Regions from separate parts of the Mus musculus genome. Here all the other regions are linked to region 1. A link is a contact called in public HiChIP or PLAC-seq and promoter capture Hi-C data. All regions are on one chromosome and are shown on one strand. Each heading gives the region's core, a stretch centred on a gene start, on an enhancer-like site or on the middle of the called end of the contact. The rest is flanking DNA. Distances are from core to core; before and after follow the strand shown. Region 1 holds the start of Eln (elastin). Region 2 overlaps Stx1a (syntaxin 1A (brain)). Region 3 holds the start of Gtf2ird1 (general transcription factor II I repeat domain-containing 1).

Evidence for each region. Promoter capture Hi-C pulls out the DNA fragments that hold promoters and counts their contacts. HiChIP or PLAC-seq counts read pairs in DNA pulled down with a chosen protein or histone mark.
Region 2: an H3K27ac HiChIP or PLAC-seq map of embryonic stem cells shows a contact between it and region 1, with 5 read pairs. The contact joins the enhancer-like site here to the promoter of Eln in region 1. A contact is called at or near these places in 3 of 39 promoter capture datasets (cranial neural crest, embryonic stem cells and liver), 3 of 115 datasets of contacts at active chromatin or transcription factors (bone marrow-derived macrophages and embryonic stem cells) and 2 of 9 other capture datasets (embryonic stem cells and pancreatic islet).
Region 3: a promoter capture Hi-C map of liver shows a contact between it and region 1, with 2.2 times the contacts expected there. The contact joins the promoter of Gtf2ird1 here to the promoter of Eln in region 1. A contact is called at or near these places in 4 of 39 promoter capture datasets (cranial neural crest, hippocampal neurons, liver and 1 more).

What each region holds. Positions count from the first base shown.
Region 1 is chr5:134,745,500-134,748,967 of GRCm38.p6, reverse strand. Eln (elastin) reads left to right here and starts at 1,645. Exons shown (of 37, transcript NM_007925.4): 1 at 1,645-1,811. The coding sequence starts at 1,727. It overlaps Gm30003 (a long non-coding RNA gene), which reads right to left and starts at 3,256. Exons shown (of 4, transcript XR_868587.3): 1 at 1,660-3,256.
Region 2 is chr5:135,048,596-135,052,063 of GRCm38.p6, reverse strand. It overlaps Stx1a (syntaxin 1A (brain)), which reads right to left. Exons shown (of 10, transcript NM_016801.4): 9 at 2,960-3,070; 10 at 964-2,237. The coding sequence ends at 2,160. Among named protein-coding and RNA genes, the nearest start is that of Dnajc30, 14 kb to the left of the region's middle. Within about 2 kb of position 1,968, at least 9 of the 459 cell types and tissues checked have an H3K27ac peak or open chromatin away from gene starts, as enhancers often do. A contact at or near this core is called in embryonic stem cells, where this site is marked.
Region 3 is chr5:134,455,214-134,458,681 of GRCm38.p6, reverse strand. It overlaps Gtf2ird1 (general transcription factor II I repeat domain-containing 1), which reads left to right and starts at 1,966. Exons shown (of 30, transcript NM_001081464.2): 1 at 1,966-2,173.

The DNA of each region.
Region 1 (3,468 bases), core at 396-2,895:
AGAAGAAGAAGAAGAAGAAGAAGAAGAAGAAGAAGAAGAAGAAGAAGAAGAAGAAGAAGAAGAAGAAGAAGAAGAAGAAGAAGAAGAAACACAAGAGCACCAAGACAAGAGAACCAAAAATTAGCCCAGGTCCACCTAAGCCACCTGCCTTTGATCTCCCACCCCCACCTCCGCCAATGCTGTCATCTCTGCAGACTCCTCTATGCCCTGTACTGTATAAGACATCTGATAAGACATCTTTAACTCACCCCTCTGCACCACCCCCTACAAGAGAAAGACTCTAGGACCTATGGCCTAGACTTTTTCTTCTAACCAACTATGACCTGTATACAGCAAGCAACCATCTCCCTCTCCTGTCCTACAGTACTCCACATACACTCAGGAGTCTGAGAATGACATAATCTTTCTCTGACCTACACTTCACATTCCTTAAAGCCTTACAGGATCTCCATATGCTCAGGGACAGGGTGGCCAGGGCACTGATCGCAAGCTTTCCTGGAGGGCTCTCTGCTGGTTCAGCATAGGCTGCCCCCTTCTGGCCAGTAGAGGAATAGCATCATCAAGCCTTCCCAGAGCCTCCAAGAGAATCAGTTTCCAGATGCAAGTGAGAGCATTGGACAGGTGGTGAACAAGCAAGAAGGAGAATACTGAGTTAATAGTCACCTGCACAGAGCTCCCACCTCCATGTTCCCTACCAGGCACCTAAGACCCAGTATGACCTCTGTTGGACACTGTGCCTTGCTCAGGGGCGGTGCAAAGCTGTGCTCGTGGCCCTTACAGAACCAACCAACACCTTATGCAAGGATCATCTTTGAGCCCTAGGGAGACACTAAATACATGGCTCTCACTCCCAAGCCACTCGCCTGACCTCAGCCCCTTGGTCTCTGCAACCATAGACCCATAGATCCAACACCCTTTCCCAGGCTTCAAACAGATGGCTAAGACCTGTCTCAACCATGATGAACTAGATCGTATGTCAAGGTCTCTAATCTGTTCCTAAAATGCCCCCACGGTACCATGTCTATCCTATTCTCTCTCCCAGACAATTCTGCTCGCAGACCTTGAACTCTATAGGCAGACTCCCTTAGCCCCATCAACCTACCTAACCCAGTTTTGGGTAAAGCCTGTCTCTAGCCAGGCTTGGGGGTGTTGGGGTGTCTGCAGGACCAGGGTGGGAGCTGAGGCGCGGGACAGCTGGCCTGTGTCCCCACACTGGGCCTGGGGCCCAGGCAGAGGGGCGGGGGCCTGGCTACTCCAGCCTTGGCTAGGGCTGGGATTTTTTGGCCGGGCTGCCTGGGCCCTCCCTCCTGCTTCCTCTCCAGAGGGCTGTCCTGGCAAAGGCCCCCCTTGCACTTTCTGGCGGGAACAGGGCCAGGAGCAAGCAAACAGCTACAGAGGGAAAGCGGGAAAGCGATGGGGGGGGGGGGGGGCAGAGCACGCGCGCGTCAGTGTGTGTGTGTGTGTGTGTGTGTGTGTGTGTGTGTGTGTGTGTGTGCAGGAAAATAGACCCATAGTCGAGGCAGATTCAGCCTAGGAGGCTTGCAAGTCTGGCCTTTCGTAATTGCCCCCTCCCCCGCGGCCCCCTCCCCCAGCTCCCCCTCCTCCCGCCCTCCTCTCACCCGCCCTCTCTCCCTCCCTCCTTCCCTCACAGCAGCCTACCAGGCAGCAATTACGCTTTGGGGATAAAACGAGGCGCTGAGAGCAGGCTGGGGCAGTCCTCCCCGAGATGGCGGGTCTGACAGCGGTAGTCCCGCAGCCTGGCGTCTTGCTGATCCTCTTGCTCAACCTCCTCCATCCCGCGCAGCCTGGAGGTAAGGGGCCCCTCGCCGGTCCCACGCTGCCCCTCGCTGGTCCCACGCTGTCCACAATCTGCGGGACCCTGCCGGCCAGGTGGCAAGACTGATGGGGAATCCCGGAGATGGATGAGCCCTTCAGCTCCAGATCCCCCCTCCTCGAGACAGGGAGGGTTCTGGGAACTGTCTCCTCTTGGGAGCCAGCTCCGTGTTAGGGGTCCTGTCAAAGCTACACTCCCGCCAGTCAGGATGGTCCCTACCTCCTGTCCAAGCTCGAAGGGGTCCTCTGAGTCACCTGAGTACTTTCCAGTGGTGGTGGCAGTTTGCATACCTGTGCACACCTGTGTACATACCAGCCTGGGGAGAGACAATCCTGGTTTGTCTTTGCTTGGAGATGTTCGGATTCTGTGTGTGTGTGTGTGTGTGTGTGTGTGTGTGTGTGTGTGTGTGTGTATGCGCCCGTGTGTGTTTCATACTATGTTGCACAGGTGTCAGTGTGAGGTTCTAGCCAAGCATGTCCCTGAAGGAAATGTGTCTGGGATGGTATGAAGGTCTGTTCACAAGTCCGTTCCTAGACAGATGGAGGTACAGGGAGGCAAACCGTGAAGTTGTGTGATGGGATCTGCCAAAGTCCAACACCCAGCTGGGCGTGGTGAGCCACACCTGTGACCCCCAACATGTAAGTTCAAAGCCAACCAGACCCCGTCTCAAGAGCAACCAGGAGGGTTGAGGACGTCCCTGTTGATGGAAGGCATGCTAAACATTCTCAAAGCTCTGAGTAAACTAGGTGGGCGTGGTGACACATACCTGTGTGGTGGTCATCGGAGGATCAGGAATTCAAGACATCATTGGCTACCTAGTGAGCCATTTGGGTTCTATCAGGCTGTCTTAAAAAAAAAATGTCCTAAAGACGTCTGGTGCCCAGGTGTAGGACGTCACTGTGTGTGTGTGAGCGTGAGCGAGTCCATGCCTGTATGAGGGTTTGCTGAGATGGAATACAGGCCAGAGCGTGAGCTGGGGAAAGTGCCCATCTCCTGGCAATCAGGACATGGCTGGTATCAGAGGCTGAGCCTCAAGGTATCCTTTTGGTCATCTGATATGTATCCTGACCGGGCATGTTGGGTTATGGGGAGGAAGGAGTCTGCTCCCAGATGAAAGGTGCATCCAGCTGTGGGGAAAGAGGTGTGAACCTATGAACCATCTGCTGGGGTCTGGTTTCCCTAAGAGACCTCATTGTTGTGGGAACCTGAACTTGGACTGGGGACAGGAGGCTACAGGGCGGGGTTGGACAGGGCTGTGGTCAGAGACTGAATAAGAACAGCATCTGTCCCATGAGACTTACTTGCTGGGGGCTAGGAGCCCACTGTAGAACAAGAGTTCCAGGGCTGGAACGAGACTGAGGTTTGTGGGTACCAACGGGAGGACCCATTAAAGAGCAGTGTCTCTGGGTCACCTGACCCTCCTGCCCCAGATGTGGTCTCGTAACATTTGCCCACCCTTCTCCCTGGATGGTTATACTAGTTCATCATAAAGAAACTGTTTATCTTTACAAATAGGGAAGCTGAAGTTAGGCATGAAAAACCACACCTGACACAGGATGCTATCGAGTCGAGGGCAGCCTGAGCTATAGTGAGATCTTGTCTCAGTATCATCTACAAGCAGGCTAGAGGCGTGG
Region 2 (3,468 bases), core at 719-3,218, 300 kb before region 1:
CAATTTTTTTTTTCTTTTGGTTTTTCAAGACAGGGTTTCTCTATATAGCCCTGGCTGTCCTGGAACTCATTTTGTAAACCAGGCTAGCCTCAAACTCAGAACTCCGCCTGCCTCTGCCTCCTGAGTGCTGGGTTTAAAGGTTTGCACCACCATGTAATTTTTTAAAAAAGATTTATTTATTATTATATGTAAGTACACTGTAGCTGACTTCAGACACACCAGAAGAGGGCATCAGATCTCATTACAGGTGGTTATGAGCCACCATGTGGTTGCTAGGAATTGAACTCAGGAACTTCGGAACAGCGGTCAGTGCTCTTAATCGCTGAGCCATCTCTCCAGCCCAAATATACTCACATGACAGATAATTACTCGTAAATAAATAGCTAAGTGTGGTGGTGCTCCCTTTTAATCCCAGCACTTGGAGAAGCAGAACAGGCAGATCTCTGATTGAAGCCAGCATAGAACAGCCAGCCAGGGCTACCTAGTGAGACCCTGTCTTAAAACAAGCCAAACTTAAAAACAAGATCTATGAGCTGGAGAGATGGCTCAGCGGTTAAGAGCATTTGTTGCTTATACAGCGAAATGAGAATTGGTTCCCAGCACCCACACGGGGGCTAAAGACTATAAATAAATCCAGTTGCAGGGACTCCAACCCCCTTTCCCAACCTCTTAGGGCCCCAGGCACACACATGTATGCTGGTAAAACATTCATATAGACGAGACATCTGGAACCTTGCCTTTGACAAACAAGGGCTTTGGCTTCCCCTAGGTAAGGATGTGAGGTTCTGGGCACGTCTCAAAAGCCCAGATGTTAACCACTGATTACCCTGAGGCAAATGAAAGCCTGTGTATCGAGGAGGGAGGGATCCTTCATCTCTGAGCCTCTTCCCCATCAGCACCTCCGTGGTTGATCCCACGTCTCCTATACTGCAGGTGGAAAAGATGTTCCAAACAGAGGCTCACTACAGATACAAATGTTTATTCTACATAAAAATCTCACAAAATGGGCAGCTGGTTGTACCAAGACCTTTGGTGAAGGGGTAAAGGGAGGTGGCCGTGAGAAGGCAGCACGGACAGTGGTCACAGTCACTGGGCAGGAGCAAAGCTGAGGGAAAGGGGGCACACAGACACGGCCCCAGCTCCCGCTGCATGCACTCGCATGCATACTCCTTGCCTGTGGGCGAGAAAGGGGTCCTGGGGCAGGGGGTACAGTTTTGACTCTGAGAAGCCCCAAGATGGCAAGGGGGGAAGTGGGGAGCCCCCTCCCCAGCTGGCTGCTGAATACTGCATCCAGTACACCTGATACCACGTGGCACATCAATGGGAGACGGGGCAGGGTGAGACTACAGGCCCAAAGTGACACCTGGCTTTCAGAGCATAAAGGGCGCAGGGAACTGCTGTCCCCAACATGCAACTCTGGCCACAACTTACCATGCCTGTTAGGACTATGGCCTGCTCCATCCCTCCAACTCAAAGCAAGGCTGGAGATGACACCACTAAGCTTCTTAGTAAAGGGTCACTAGGCTCAGGCCCAGCCCAGGAACATGACTCCCAGGGCCAGAGACACTGTCAGGCTTTGCCCAAAGAGAGGGTACTAGGTGCTCCTAACACCCGCAGCCGTGGCACCCTGAGCCTCCGGGCAAGGGGCAGCTAACAAAGACTCAGTGCTGAGCTATCCCCACCCCTAACCTGAAAAGCAGCACCATGTGACCAGCTGGTCCCCACCTTCCAGGTGCCTTGGCATGGTGGGAAGAGCTGGAGAAGCCAGAGGACGGGACAAGTGAGGGCAAGGTTGGGGTCCAGAAAGGAGCCTGAGTCCCAGGGAAGTGTAGACCCCAGGCTGAAGAAAGGCAGACCTGGCCAGGGCCCGAGTCTTGCCCCGCACTGGCCTGTACCCAGCCACTCTGGCTGTTCCCAATCCTGCTCCCGACTCTGCCTCCTGTACAGACACACACTGTCACAAGATCATGCACACGACACGGCTTGGGGCAGGGTGGTGGGGACGGGAGCCTCATGGCAGAGAGGGAGCAGTGTGGGATGGGAGGGAAAAGGACTCCCAGCCAGAAGGCAGGAGTGGGGAGGGCAACCCAGCTAGGTGCAGCAGCCAGGGGCCTCCTCAGGGAGACCCATCCAGAATGGAGCAGTGGGTGGGGTGGTTTCTATCCAAAGATGCCCCCGATGGTGGAGGCGATGATGATGCCCAGAATCACACAGCAAATGATGATCATGATCTTCTTCTACAGGGACACAAAAGGCAGGCCTCAGAAGAGCAGGTGGGGGGGGGGGGGGGTGGGTACAGTGAGGGTAGAGCCCCTGCCTAGAATCCCCCAGGGAGGGGCTGGGGGCGTGGCTCAGTGGTAGAACCCCTGCCTAGAATGCCCCAGGGAGGGGCTGGGGGCGTGGCTCAGTGGTAGAACCCCTGCCTAGAATGCCCCAGGGAGGGGCTGGGGGCGTGGCTCAGTGGTAGAGCTCCTGCCTAGAATTCCCCAGGGAGGGGCTGGGGGTGTGGCTCAGTGGTAGAACCTGCCTAGAATCCTCCAGTGAGGGGCTGGGGGCGTGGCTCAGTGGTAGAGCTCCTGCCTAGAATTCCCCAGGGAGGAGCTGGGGGCGTGGCTCAGTGGTAGAGCCCCTGCCTAGAATCCCCTGGGGAGGGGCTGGGGGCGTGGCTGGGGTAGAGCTTTTGTCTAGCATTTGCTAGGTCCTAGGTTCCATTCCCAATAGTGAGCCTCAATATAGAACAAATTAAAACAAAACAAAGAAAACGAGCAAAAATCAGTAAAATGGGGGCTGGGTTCTGGAGGGTCAGGACTAGGAATGGGGATGGCCTAGAACGGATTGTTGATGAAGAAGTGGAGGCTATGGTTGGAGCTTGTGAAAACAGGCCGAGCAGGTGGGGGAGGAGGATCCCCTGGTCTGGGGGCTCTCTGGGGCATGGGCTTAAGCAGAGCTGGCCACTGACCCTGCGCGCCTTGCTCTGGTACTTGACGGCCTTCTTGGTGTCTGACACGGCCCTCTCCACGTAGTCCACGGCGTGCTCCACATTGTACTCGATCCTGTCAATCATCTCCCCCTGCAGGACCGGGGGTACCCAAGGTCCAGGCGTCCCTCCTCAGGACCAGGAGGGAGTGCAGGGTAGGGGTTCAGGAAAGTCTCCTGAAGTCAGAAAGAGAGAGAGGAGCTGTGGGAGGAGGGCATGCAGCCTCTCACCTGTGCCACCAGGCCAGGCGTCCTGAGGACAAGACAGCTAGGGGCAGCTCCCACCGGTCCCAAACAGCAGCCATCCCGGGGTGTGGCATTGGCCATGCAGTCTCAGACAAGGTTGAGGACCATGCAGAGGGTGGCCAGCTGTGACCCTAGGAAATGGACAATGCCAGGCAGTGGCAGGGTGTGAGTGGGTGCACCACAAGCTGTGCTTTCCCTGGCCAAAGCTTACCGGGTGAGCATGAGCAAGCCTCTACTCTTTCCTTA
Region 3 (3,468 bases), core at 717-3,216, 290 kb after region 1:
CAGAGGGCCTGGCTAGTAAGGCCTCAAGGCTTTATTAGGACTCTAGGGGCCCATCACCTATGGCCTTGTTTCTGATCCCTGGTGCTCTGCCCAAACCCCTCTGTGGGCACAAGGGCTCTTCTGGTTGGCTCACTGAGAGGAGGCTTGTGAGCCTGTCCCCAGAGATGGTCATCCAAGGTCACTAAATTGTCACTAAGGTCTGGGCTTAATGTGTATGCATGAGGAGATCTAGAAGGAGACCAGGTAGGTTCTGTCAGGATCTGGTAGATCCTTTTTTTGTCTTGTTTTGTTTTGTTTCGAGACAGGGTTTCTCTGTGTAGCCCTGGCTGTACTGGAACTCACTCTGTAGACCAGGCTGGTCTTGAATTCAGAGATCCTTCTGCCCCTGCCTCCCGAGTGCTGGGACTAAAGGCGTGTGCCATCACTGCCCGGCAGGATCTTGTAGATTCCTTTTTTTTATGATCACCTATCATGTAGCCCAAGCTGCCCTCAAACTCACGTTGTTGCTTAGGATGACTTTGTCCTCGAAGTCCTCGAGTCGGTTACTGTGCCATATCATCTGGTTTTATGTGGGGCTGAAGGTCAAACCCAGGGCTTCAAGCAAGCACGCTGGACAACCATTCTATACACTGACTGAATTATATCCCTAGTGAAACTGAGTGTTTTCACTTTTTGAGACAGGATCATATGGGCCAGCCAGGCTTCAAACTCTCAGAAATCCTCTTGCTTCAAACTTCTAGGCCCTAGGATTATAGATGAAAGCCACTAAGCCTAACTCTTTATTATATATATATATATATTACAGGGATTCTCTAAGTTCAGACTGGGCTAGAATTCTCTATGATGCTCAGTCTGACATGAACTCCCAATCCTCCTGTCTCCGTCTCCTGAGTGCTGAGACTACAAGCACATTCTATCATGTCCTGCATCTATTTACCTTTTACTTACTGAATTTGAGGCACAGTCTCCCTGAGTGGTTTGGGGACTTGTCTGGTACATGTCTCTCTGCTGTGCCTATCCCAGCAAAGGCCTAGCCAAAGATTCAGGGGACCACCTGGTTACCAACCAACTGCTGGGTTGACTTGGGACATATGGCTTTGGAGAGGTTGGAGGGGGAGGGTCCCCCAGTGTTCCCCTCCCCCATTTAGTAGTATACAGGAGGTCAGATGGATGGTAAAATAAAACTCGGGACCCAAAACCACTCTGTGTGGTTGTGCTCACCTGTAATCCCAGTATTTGGGAAGTAGAGGGTCAGAAGTGCAAGGTCATCTTCAACTACATAGAGAGTTTGAGGCCAGTGTGGGGTGTGCGAAACTATCCTAAAACAACAACAATAAGGGTTTTAGGGTGTAGTTGTATAAGTAGAATGGTTGCCTTACATACAGAAAGCTCTGGGTTCGAGTCTTCCCAGGTATAAACTATAATCCCAGCACTTGGAGGTAGAGCCAGGACGATCGGTTGTTCAAGGTTATCCTCACTTTTCAGTTCGTGAGTGTTCAGGACCCTAAAACAGTTTGACTGCAACCAGGGCTTTATGAGATTCCAAGATAAAAAATAAATAAATAAAAAGGCCTGGGCCAGGCCATCCAAGAGAAAAACCTGGGGTCCCTCCCTTCTGACCTTGGACACTCCAGGCATAAGAGTGACCAGGAGGGCAAACCACCTAGGGATCCTCCGGGCGTCCTCTGGGTGACCTTGATGTATTCTGATCTCTCCGGGGAGGGGGTTCTAATCCGTGGCTGGGGGAGTCTCGAGGCTCCGAGGTTGTGAGTCCTCCCCCACGGTGGCACGGGGCGGGCCGTGCGGGCTAATCCCGTATGTAAATGACAGCCAATGGAGGGTGGTGTTGCGCGGGGCTGGGATTAGGGCCGGGGCGAATGGCTGGCAATCTTACTGGGATTACAGAACAAAGAGAGAACCTCCCAGAGCCCGGGCTCGGCTTCGCGCTCGCTCCGCGCCCCGCCCTCCGCCGCAGCCCGCGCCGGGGGTGGGGGCCCCGCGCAGCCCCCGGCCGGCCGCCCGCACCGCGTCCGCCCTCCTTCCCTCCCTCCCTCTACTGATCCTGTCCCCCATTCCCGGATTATTAACTCAGCAACCAGAGGCGACTGGATCTACCGAGTCCTGGCCACCGGGCCCGGGCCGGGGCGCCCGGAGCGCTTGGGGATCCTGCAAGGTAAAAAAAGGAGAAAGTTTGACTGGGGGCGGGGGTGGGGGTGGGGGATGGGATGAGGGATGATGGAGATGGGGTGCTCTGGAGCTTGCTTTGGTTTTGAGCCCTTATTTTTGCACCCCCCAACCTCAGTGTGTTGTGTGTATGGGAGGTCCCTTCCCCTCCCCCTCCAGGTGTCTCAATTCTAAGGCCCGCCTTTTGGGGTGTGTGTGCACGTGATCGGGATTATAATTCGAGTTTGGAGGGGGATGGGTTGGGATGGTCAGCTTCTTCCCTCCGGATACCTGCTGGAATCGGGGAAAGCAGACACCCCTCTCACCCTCGAATTCCCTGGAGGTGGAGAGAGAAGCGCCCCACTGGCCTGGAGCCCAGCAGGCCTGGATACAGTTGGGCGAATGAGGTCAGTGGTGCTGCCCTGCCGGGGGAGGTTGGTGGAGGGGGCGTCGGAAAGAAGCTTTCCTCCCCCTCCCCCTTTTCCTCTCCTGTCCTCCAACGCTCAAGCTGAGTCCGAACACTGCCCCAGAGCGGCGGTTTTTTTTTTTTTTTTTTGGGGGGGGGTCATCCTGTAAAGAGGCTGGCTTGCATGGTGGGAGCCGGACCTCTTTGGTTGGTTGGGGGTGAGTCAAAGAGACTTAGGGTCTCTAAAAAAGGGGCACAGAGGGTGCCAAGGAACAAGTTTGAGGGAGCCTCGGCTGTGGGTGGTCTCTGAGTTCTTGAAGAGGAGGGGGAGGGGCCAAAGGGTGCTTAAAGTCTCCCCATCCGGAGTCTCTAGGAGTGATCGCGACCGGTGTGACTCCCAGCTTTGCAGCCAGTCAGGGGGCTGAGAGGGCGACTTTTTTCCTGGCCTCTAAGCCCCAGGGAAACGGGGGATGGGGGGGAGGACACCCGTGGCTCTCAGAGTTTGGCTGCTCTGTCAGGAGACTAGCGGAGACCAGCATCGGGTCTGGCGACCCAGCCTCCCTGGAGTAGACTAGAGGTGGCAGTTCCTGGGTCCCCTTCCTGGGGAAGTGAAAGAACTCAGGAGCCGGGCTCAGCGATGGAGTGTGTATCTGGAATGTGGGGCGTGAAGGCTGGTCTTCGGCAGGTTTTTAGAGGAGTGGGAATTCACAAGGGGCTTCTCTTCCGGCTCAGACTGCAGAGCTGCTCCTGGAAGCTCAGTGGTCAGTGCTCCCTGTTCCTCCGTTGGGGCCCTCCAAGACCTCTGGCCTTGGGAGGTGCCTTGATCCGTTCATTTATTTTAGCAGCGTCATTCCCAGAGGGAAAGGGCACCGGCATCGATTATTTATTCTATTTGGAGC